Regions from separate parts of the Sus scrofa genome. Here region 2 is linked to region 1. The links are chromatin contacts, called in public HiChIP or PLAC-seq maps. All regions are on one chromosome and are shown on one strand. The core of a region is the stretch at or near the end of the contact, and the rest is flanking DNA. Distances in the headings are between cores, read along the strand shown.

Evidence for each region. HiChIP or PLAC-seq counts read pairs in DNA pulled down with a chosen protein or histone mark.
Region 2: a contact with region 1 is called in an H3K27ac HiChIP or PLAC-seq map of alveolar macrophages, with 14 times the contacts expected there. The contact joins two enhancer-like sites. A contact is called at or near these places in 3 of 5 promoter capture datasets (fetal liver, fetal skeletal muscle and liver), 31 of 47 Hi-C or Micro-C datasets (adipocytes, alveolar macrophages, blood and 16 more) and 2 of 2 datasets of contacts at active chromatin or transcription factors (alveolar macrophages and skeletal muscle).

Annotation. Positions count from the first base shown.
Region 1 is chr14:29,915,179-29,918,388 of Sscrofa11.1, reverse strand. ABCB9 (ATP-binding cassette sub-family B member 9) reads right to left here. Exons shown (of 14, transcript XM_021074072.1): 4 at 2,605-2,719; 5 at 1,925-2,055; 6 at 924-926; 7 at 629-834. It overlaps LOC106505925 (a long non-coding RNA gene), which reads left to right. Exons shown (of 4, transcript XR_002338921.1): 3 at 648-812; 4 at 2,317-2,574. Among named protein-coding and RNA genes, the nearest start is that of ABCB9, 21 kb to the right of the region's middle. Within about 2 kb of position 1,543, at least 15 of the 83 cell types and tissues checked have an H3K27ac peak or open chromatin away from gene starts, as enhancers often do. A contact at or near this core is called in alveolar macrophages and retroperitoneal adipose tissue, where this site is marked.
Region 2 is chr14:29,997,169-30,000,378 of Sscrofa11.1, reverse strand. HIP1R (huntingtin-interacting protein 1-related protein) reads left to right here. Exons shown (of 32, transcript XM_001925823.6): 22 at 63-199; 23 at 410-520; 24 at 794-852; 25 at 1,063-1,093; 26 at 1,168-1,230; 27 at 1,600-1,700; 28 at 1,825-1,930; 29 at 2,052-2,175; 30 at 2,258-2,319; 31 at 2,413-2,619; 32 at 2,877-3,210. The coding sequence ends at 2,924. Among named protein-coding and RNA genes, the nearest start is that of HIP1R, 26 kb to the left of the region's middle. Within about 2 kb of position 1,623, at least 15 of the 83 cell types and tissues checked have an H3K27ac peak or open chromatin away from gene starts, as enhancers often do. A contact at or near this core is called in alveolar macrophages and retroperitoneal adipose tissue, where this site is marked.

The DNA.
Region 1 (3,210 bases), core at 294-2,793:
AACTCAGAATCCGAGCCGCATCTGTGACCTACACCACAGCTCACAGCAACGCCAGATCCTTAACACACTGAACAAGGTCAGGGATCGAACCTGCATTCTCATGGATGCTAGTCAGGCTCATTAACCACTGAGCCACAACAGGAAACCCACTGCACCAGGCAGGGGATCGAACCCACGCCTTCACAGTGTCCTGAGCCACTGCAGTTGGATTTTTAACCCACTGTCCCACAGCGGGAACTCCACAAAGACCTACTTAAAATCGCAACGAGCCCAATGCTCCCCACCTCTCTCTTCATTCTTCTCCTGAGCACTTACCATCTTTTACTGTATTTTCATTATTATTGTTATTTGCTGTCTGTCTTTTATTAGAACACAAGCTCTCTGTGGGTAGTAGTCCTATCTGTTTCATGATATATCCCAGGGCCTTGGACATAGTAGATGCTCAATAAGTATTTACTGAATGAATAGACATGTGAATGAATGCAAATGCAGCCTCCAGATATGTGGTGGCCCCCTGATCCCCTCCTAAGTGGTCCCTGGTGGCTCCCTGAGCCCCTCCTAAGGGGTCTAGGAGTCTCTCGGAGCTGCCAGTGCTCACAGACCCCAGCAAGGACCAGGCGGGGCCTACCTTGTAATACTTGCCGTAGATGTCAGACACCATCATGATGATGGGAAAGCCCATGAAGGTGACCAAGGAGAGCTGCCACGAGAGGCTGAACATGAAGACCACCACGCCCGTGACCTTGACCGTGTTCCGCAGGAAGATGTTGATATTCTGGGAGACCAGGTCGCTAACCATTGTGGTGTCCGAGGTGAGGCGGGAGATGAGGTCCCCTGGAACACAGGCAGCTCAGCTCCCGCTACAGCAACGGGGCCACTATAGGCTGGGGCTGGGGACACTGGAGAGCTCAGACCTTCCTCACCTTCTGGGCGGGGTGTGGGGGGGGTGGAAGAAGAAGAGCAGATGCCCCTTGAGGGCTGCTCCAAGCCCAGCTCTTGTCACCAGCATCTTGTTTCAGCCTCAGCACCTCCCACAGCAGAGAGGAAGCAGCTGGGGCTCAGAAAGGGGAAGACGCCTCCTCAGGGCCACACAGCGTGTCCGTGACTGACCCACGACTCCTCCCTGTCAGTGCCAGAGGGGTAACTTCCCTCTTCCCTCACAGAGAAATAACAATCTGGGCTGCAGGGAGCAGAAAGGAGCAGGCGGTCTCTCACCGACTGCTGGATGCTAGGCTAAGACCCTCCCAACAACTCAATGATGTAGCTCCCTGTGGCACATGGAAGGTCCCAGGCTGAATCGCAGCTGCAGATGCTGGCCTATGCCACAGCCACAGCCACACTGGATCTTTAACCCATTGACTGGGGCCAGGGATCAAACCTGCATCCACATAGATACTAGTTGGGTTCTTAACCCACGGAGCCACAGTGGGAACTCCCATGGCTCCCATGTTAGAGGAGAAAACGGAGGCTCAGAAGGGTGAAGGAAGTGACCAGGCTAGCATCCAGGCTGGCCTGCCTCAGAGCCTGGATCTCAGCCAGATGCTGTGATGTCTTTCCTGCTTCGCCCTGCACGGCCACCCTGCTCACCCCCATAGGCACTGAGCCTCTCAGGCCACAGGCTGGGGTAGTCCTGGCCTTTGTGGTTCCCACAAGGCAGTGGAAGGTGAGGCCTTGGCTGCTTCAGGGACGTCGGGTGACCTGGTCAGGATCCTCATAGTGGCTGCAGCTCAGTAGGCCAACTCCCCAAGGATCAGGCAGGACCAGAGGCCCAAGCCAGCCTCTCCAGGGGTTCCCAGCCTGAACTGGATGGCAGGAAAAGTCAGCAGGACTGAGAGCACCGATGTCCCCATTTAAATCCTCAGCGAGGGCAAGCCCACCTGGCTGGGCCTGGCCCCAGGTCACCCCAGGCCCTGGGAGGACCCACCTGTGCGATTCTCATCAAAGAAGCTTGTTTCCTGAGACACCAGCGAGCGGAAGAGACGGTTGCGAAGGCGAATGTTCAGTCTGGCAAATATGAGGGTAAAAATGCCGCCCCGAATACCTGCGGCAAATGAGCTAATTGCAGATAAGAGATGTTATGTATAGCTCGACGTCCTTCCGACAGCCAACCTCCACCCCTGCCGCCCCTCCCGCTGCTGAGGGCCCTCGCGGGGCAGAGACCAGCGGGACCCCAACCTCGAGCCCACTCTCCAGGGCTGGCACCACTGCGGGGTCTCCCTGTTCCCAACAGGAGCCCCCAAGGTGAGGGCACAGAGGGGACTGAGTTTACTGCGGGCGAGGGACCCAGCTTTGCCATCCAGACCCCTCTCCTTCCAGAACAGCGTAGACAAGGCTGGCCCTTGTTTCCTGCTTGGAAAACAGCCCAAGGGGTGGGCGGTGTGAAAGGGGAACCCCGAAAACAGAAGCCATTCTTCGGGACAAGAGGGTATGGTTCAATCAGATGGATGGGACTAAGCCAGTTGGGTTGTTGGTCACCATAGGGAGAAGCGGAGGGGCGGGACCCTTGGGGACATTTCTTGGGCCTCCCCAGCCCAATTTCCTCCCAGGGGCTGGTCCTGACCTCCCTCCCTCCCTCCTGCAGGCGTGGGGTGGAGAGCCAGCTACCTGCCGATGGCCAGTGCACACATGACAATGACCGCCGTGCTGAACTGCTCCATGCTCTTCTGGATGACGATGCCGTCGATGGCCCGGCCGGTGTAGTAGGGGAGGAAGGTCTCTCCTGCCGGCAGACGGGTGGGCTCAGGGGGTGCCTGCAGCCAGGGGTGCCTGGGTCCTTCCTCCTGAGCCCCTGGAAGCTCCCACACTGCTTACCCCACCCATGGGGTTTCCTCTCTTGGCAAAGTCCCACTTCTCAGCATGGCAGGAGGCTGGGGAGGGGCCCCACTGTCTAATGGCCCTTTTCAGAGAACAGGAACGCAGGAACAGGGGTTATCCAATCTTTATAGAGTACGTTGTGTTATGAGTAACAATGGCTACAGGGATGGAGCACACAGAGCCAAGGGGCTCCCGTGCGATTGTTCGCTCCCTCTGCGTGTGGACTCGGAACTTGGCCCTGTCATCGCCCATCTTACACATGAGGAAAGGGAGGCCAAAAAGATGAGCTAATGCTCACCCAGCCACTCAGCCAATTGGTGGCTGACAGATGCCAAAGTTCACTTCCTTATTTTCTTTGCCTGAGGGTTCAGAGTGCAAATTCTTAGAACCTCAGAA
Region 2 (3,210 bases), core at 374-2,873, 82 kb before region 1:
ATCAGACCAGGGGTCGTCCAGGGCTCTCAGCCCCTGCTCCCCTCACTGTCTGCTCCCCCCAGGCCTGATTGACACCTGCAAGGAGTGTGGGGCCCGGGCTCTGGAGCTCGTGGGCCAGCTGCAGGATCAGCAGGCTCTGTTGCAGGCCCAGCCCAGCCGGGTGCGGCCCCCTCTGCAGGGCATCCTTCAGCTGGGCCAGGTAAGGTGTGCAGCCAGGACGGCAAGCGTGGACCAGGGTCTGGAAGGGGCAGTGGGGCCGGGGTGGGGCCTGGGTCCCCAACTCTGCATCTTCTTCCAGTTTGGGCTGAACAGGTGCTCATGCGCAGAGCCAGCACTGCCCGGGCCTGTCTCCCAGGCTCTGTGGGGTTGCATCCACCCTGTCTGACTCCTGGATGCCCTCATGCCTTAGGAGCTGAAGCCTAAGAGCTTGGATGTGCGTCAGGAGGAGCTTGGGGCTATGGTGGACAAGGAGATGGCGGCCACGTCTGCGGCTATCGAAGATGCCGTTCGGAGGATAGAGGTGAGGACCAGGGTGCTTGAGGTCTGGGGGTTGGCTGGATGCAGGCTGCACCTGCCTCAGCACTTGGCCTCCATGTGAGGGACGAAGAGAGGCTAGGAGGTCAGAGCTGGGAGGGGTGGTTGGGGCCCTGGCTTTCCCGTCCTGTCTTGCCCTTCCTCCCACCCCCCACTCCCCACCCAGGGGCTGATAGGGAGGCTGGTCCAATGCGGGTATCCCACTTCCTCCCAAGCTGCCCTCCTCCCAGCCCACTCAAAGTTCTGTCATTGGGTGTAGGACATGATGAACCAGGCCCGCCATGCCAGCTCTGGGGTGAAGCTGGAGGTGAATGAGAGGTGAGCCCCATGTTTGCTTCCCAGTCCCCTTAGGGAGGGTCCCCACAGCTTTCCTGTGTCCGTGGCGGGTTCTGCCCTCTCAGCGGCTGCACACCCTGCCCCGTGGACCCACTTGAGGAGCACCAGGCCCCTTATGCCCTGCTCAGTGGCTTCTGGGGCCGCATTATAATTCCTTCTTTTTGTCTTCTCCGCTCCTCCTGCTCCCCCCAGGATCCTCAATTCCTGCACAGACTTGATGAAGGTGAGTGGCTGGGACCCAGGATGGGCCCTGTACCTGGCAGGGCCGCCTGAGAGTGATGTGTTTGATTTTGGCAGGCCATCCGGCTCCTGGTAACAACGTCCACCAGCCTGCAGAAGGAGATTGTGGAGAGCGGCAGGGTGAGCTGGGTGTTGGCCTGATGCGGTGTCCTTGGCTGGGTCAGGTGGGACCCCTCCCTAATGGGCAAGCCACACAGCGGGGCCACCAAGGGACAGATTCCTGAAAGGGGCCTGACCCCAGAGCCCTCTTCATCCAAGACCACACCACCCTGTGGCTTAAGCTGACACTGGGGCTCCTTTTGGGCACAAGATGCCGGAAGCGTGCAGAATGGTGGCAGGCACTCCCAATGTGTGCAGCACACCTGGAAACCCCAGCTGAACACACCACCTTCCTACCCTACTCCACCAAAGGCCCAGGAATTTGCCCAGTGGCTGTTGCCACCCTATGATGTCCTTGACTGGTTCGCCCTGCCTTCTTGTTGCCACTAGGGGGCAGCCACGCAGCAGGAATTTTATGCCAAGAACTCAAGGTGGACGGAAGGTCTCATCTCTGCCTCCAAGGCCGTGGGCTGGGGAGCCACGCAGCTGGTGTATGTCGCCCCAGGTGGGGGTGGGGGGCAGGGTGTGTGGTGTTCAGGGTCTGGGGAGGGAGTGTGGGAGCGGCCCAGCTGCCCAGGGGTCAAGGATCCAGCCCCTGCCTGATTCCACCCACAGGGAGTCAGCCGACAAGGTGGTGCTTCACACGGGCAAGTACGAGGAGCTCATCGTCTGCTCCCACGAGATCGCGGCCAGCACAGCCCAGCTGGTGGCGGCCTCCAAGGTGAGGCTCTGGGCTCAGCCTGGCCTCTCACTGTGGGTTCCTCAGCTCCCCGGCTGTGAGGCACCACGGGGTGGGGGTGTGAGCCTGGTGGCCCACCCTGACCTGCCCCCCGGCTCCCCAGGTGAAGGCTGACAAGCACAGCCCCCACCTGAGTCGCCTGCAGGAGTGCTCACGCACCGTCAACGAGATGGCTGCCAACGTGGTGGCCTCCACCAAGTCAGGCCAGGAACAGATTGAGGACAGAGGTGAGTGCCAGGCCTTGGTGTGGGGTGGGCACGGGGGTGGGGGTGGGCGCCCAGACACTTATCCAGCCCCCTCTGGCCACAGACACCATGGACTTTTCTGGCCTCTCCCTCATCAAGCTGAAGAAGCAGGAGATGGAGACCCAGGTAGGCCCCGCCCCCTCCCACCCTCACACCTGTCCCTCTCCCGTGGCTGAGCTACGAGAAGGGGACCTGCTGAGTGCCTGTGCCGGACTGCAGGTGCGGGTCCTGGAGCTGGAGAAAACCCTGGAGGTGGAGCGGGTGCGGCTGGGAGAGCTGCGGAAGCAGCATTACATGCTGGCCGGGGCTGTGGGGACGCCCAACGAAGAGGAGCCCAGCAGGCCCAGCGCCGCCCCCCACAGTGGGACCTCCAAGAAGCCACCCCTGGCCCAGAAGCCCAGCGTGACCCCCAAACAGGACCACCAGGTGCCAGGCATCAGTGCTGGGAGGGGGTGAAAAGAGGGGCCCCTTGGGGTGCTGTCCTGGCCTCTGCTCCCATGTCTGCGGGGCACCAGGCCTTGGGGAAGGTCAGAAACCACTGACCCGCAGGAGCAGACACGCCCCATCAACATGGGGTGCTTGGCAGGTGCCGAGGAGAAGCAGGGGGTACTGGGGCCTCGACCAGGGTATGTCATGTACTCCTGGCTGCGGCCACTGAGCCCCCCTACCTTTGACTCCTGCAGCTCGACAAAAAAGATGGCATCTACTCTGCTCAACTCGTGAACTACTAGGCCCCCAAGGGGTCGAGCGAGGAGGCTGACAGGCAGGCCTGGGCCTTGTGGCCGAGGAGCCTCTGAGAGGCCCAGCCCCCTGCCTCACAGCCTGGATCAGTGTCCTGGAGCTGCCCAGCCCCCGCCGAGCCCAAGGGTTCAGGGCAGACTGGAGCAGTTCCGGACGAGAGCCTATTTATCTGCAGCAGAACTTGTGAGAGCAGCCAGGACCCAGCAGGCCTGAGCCACAGCTCTTTGGGAAATACACAGCGGTTTTAATATTTTGAGTTAGATCTTTTATGAGTTT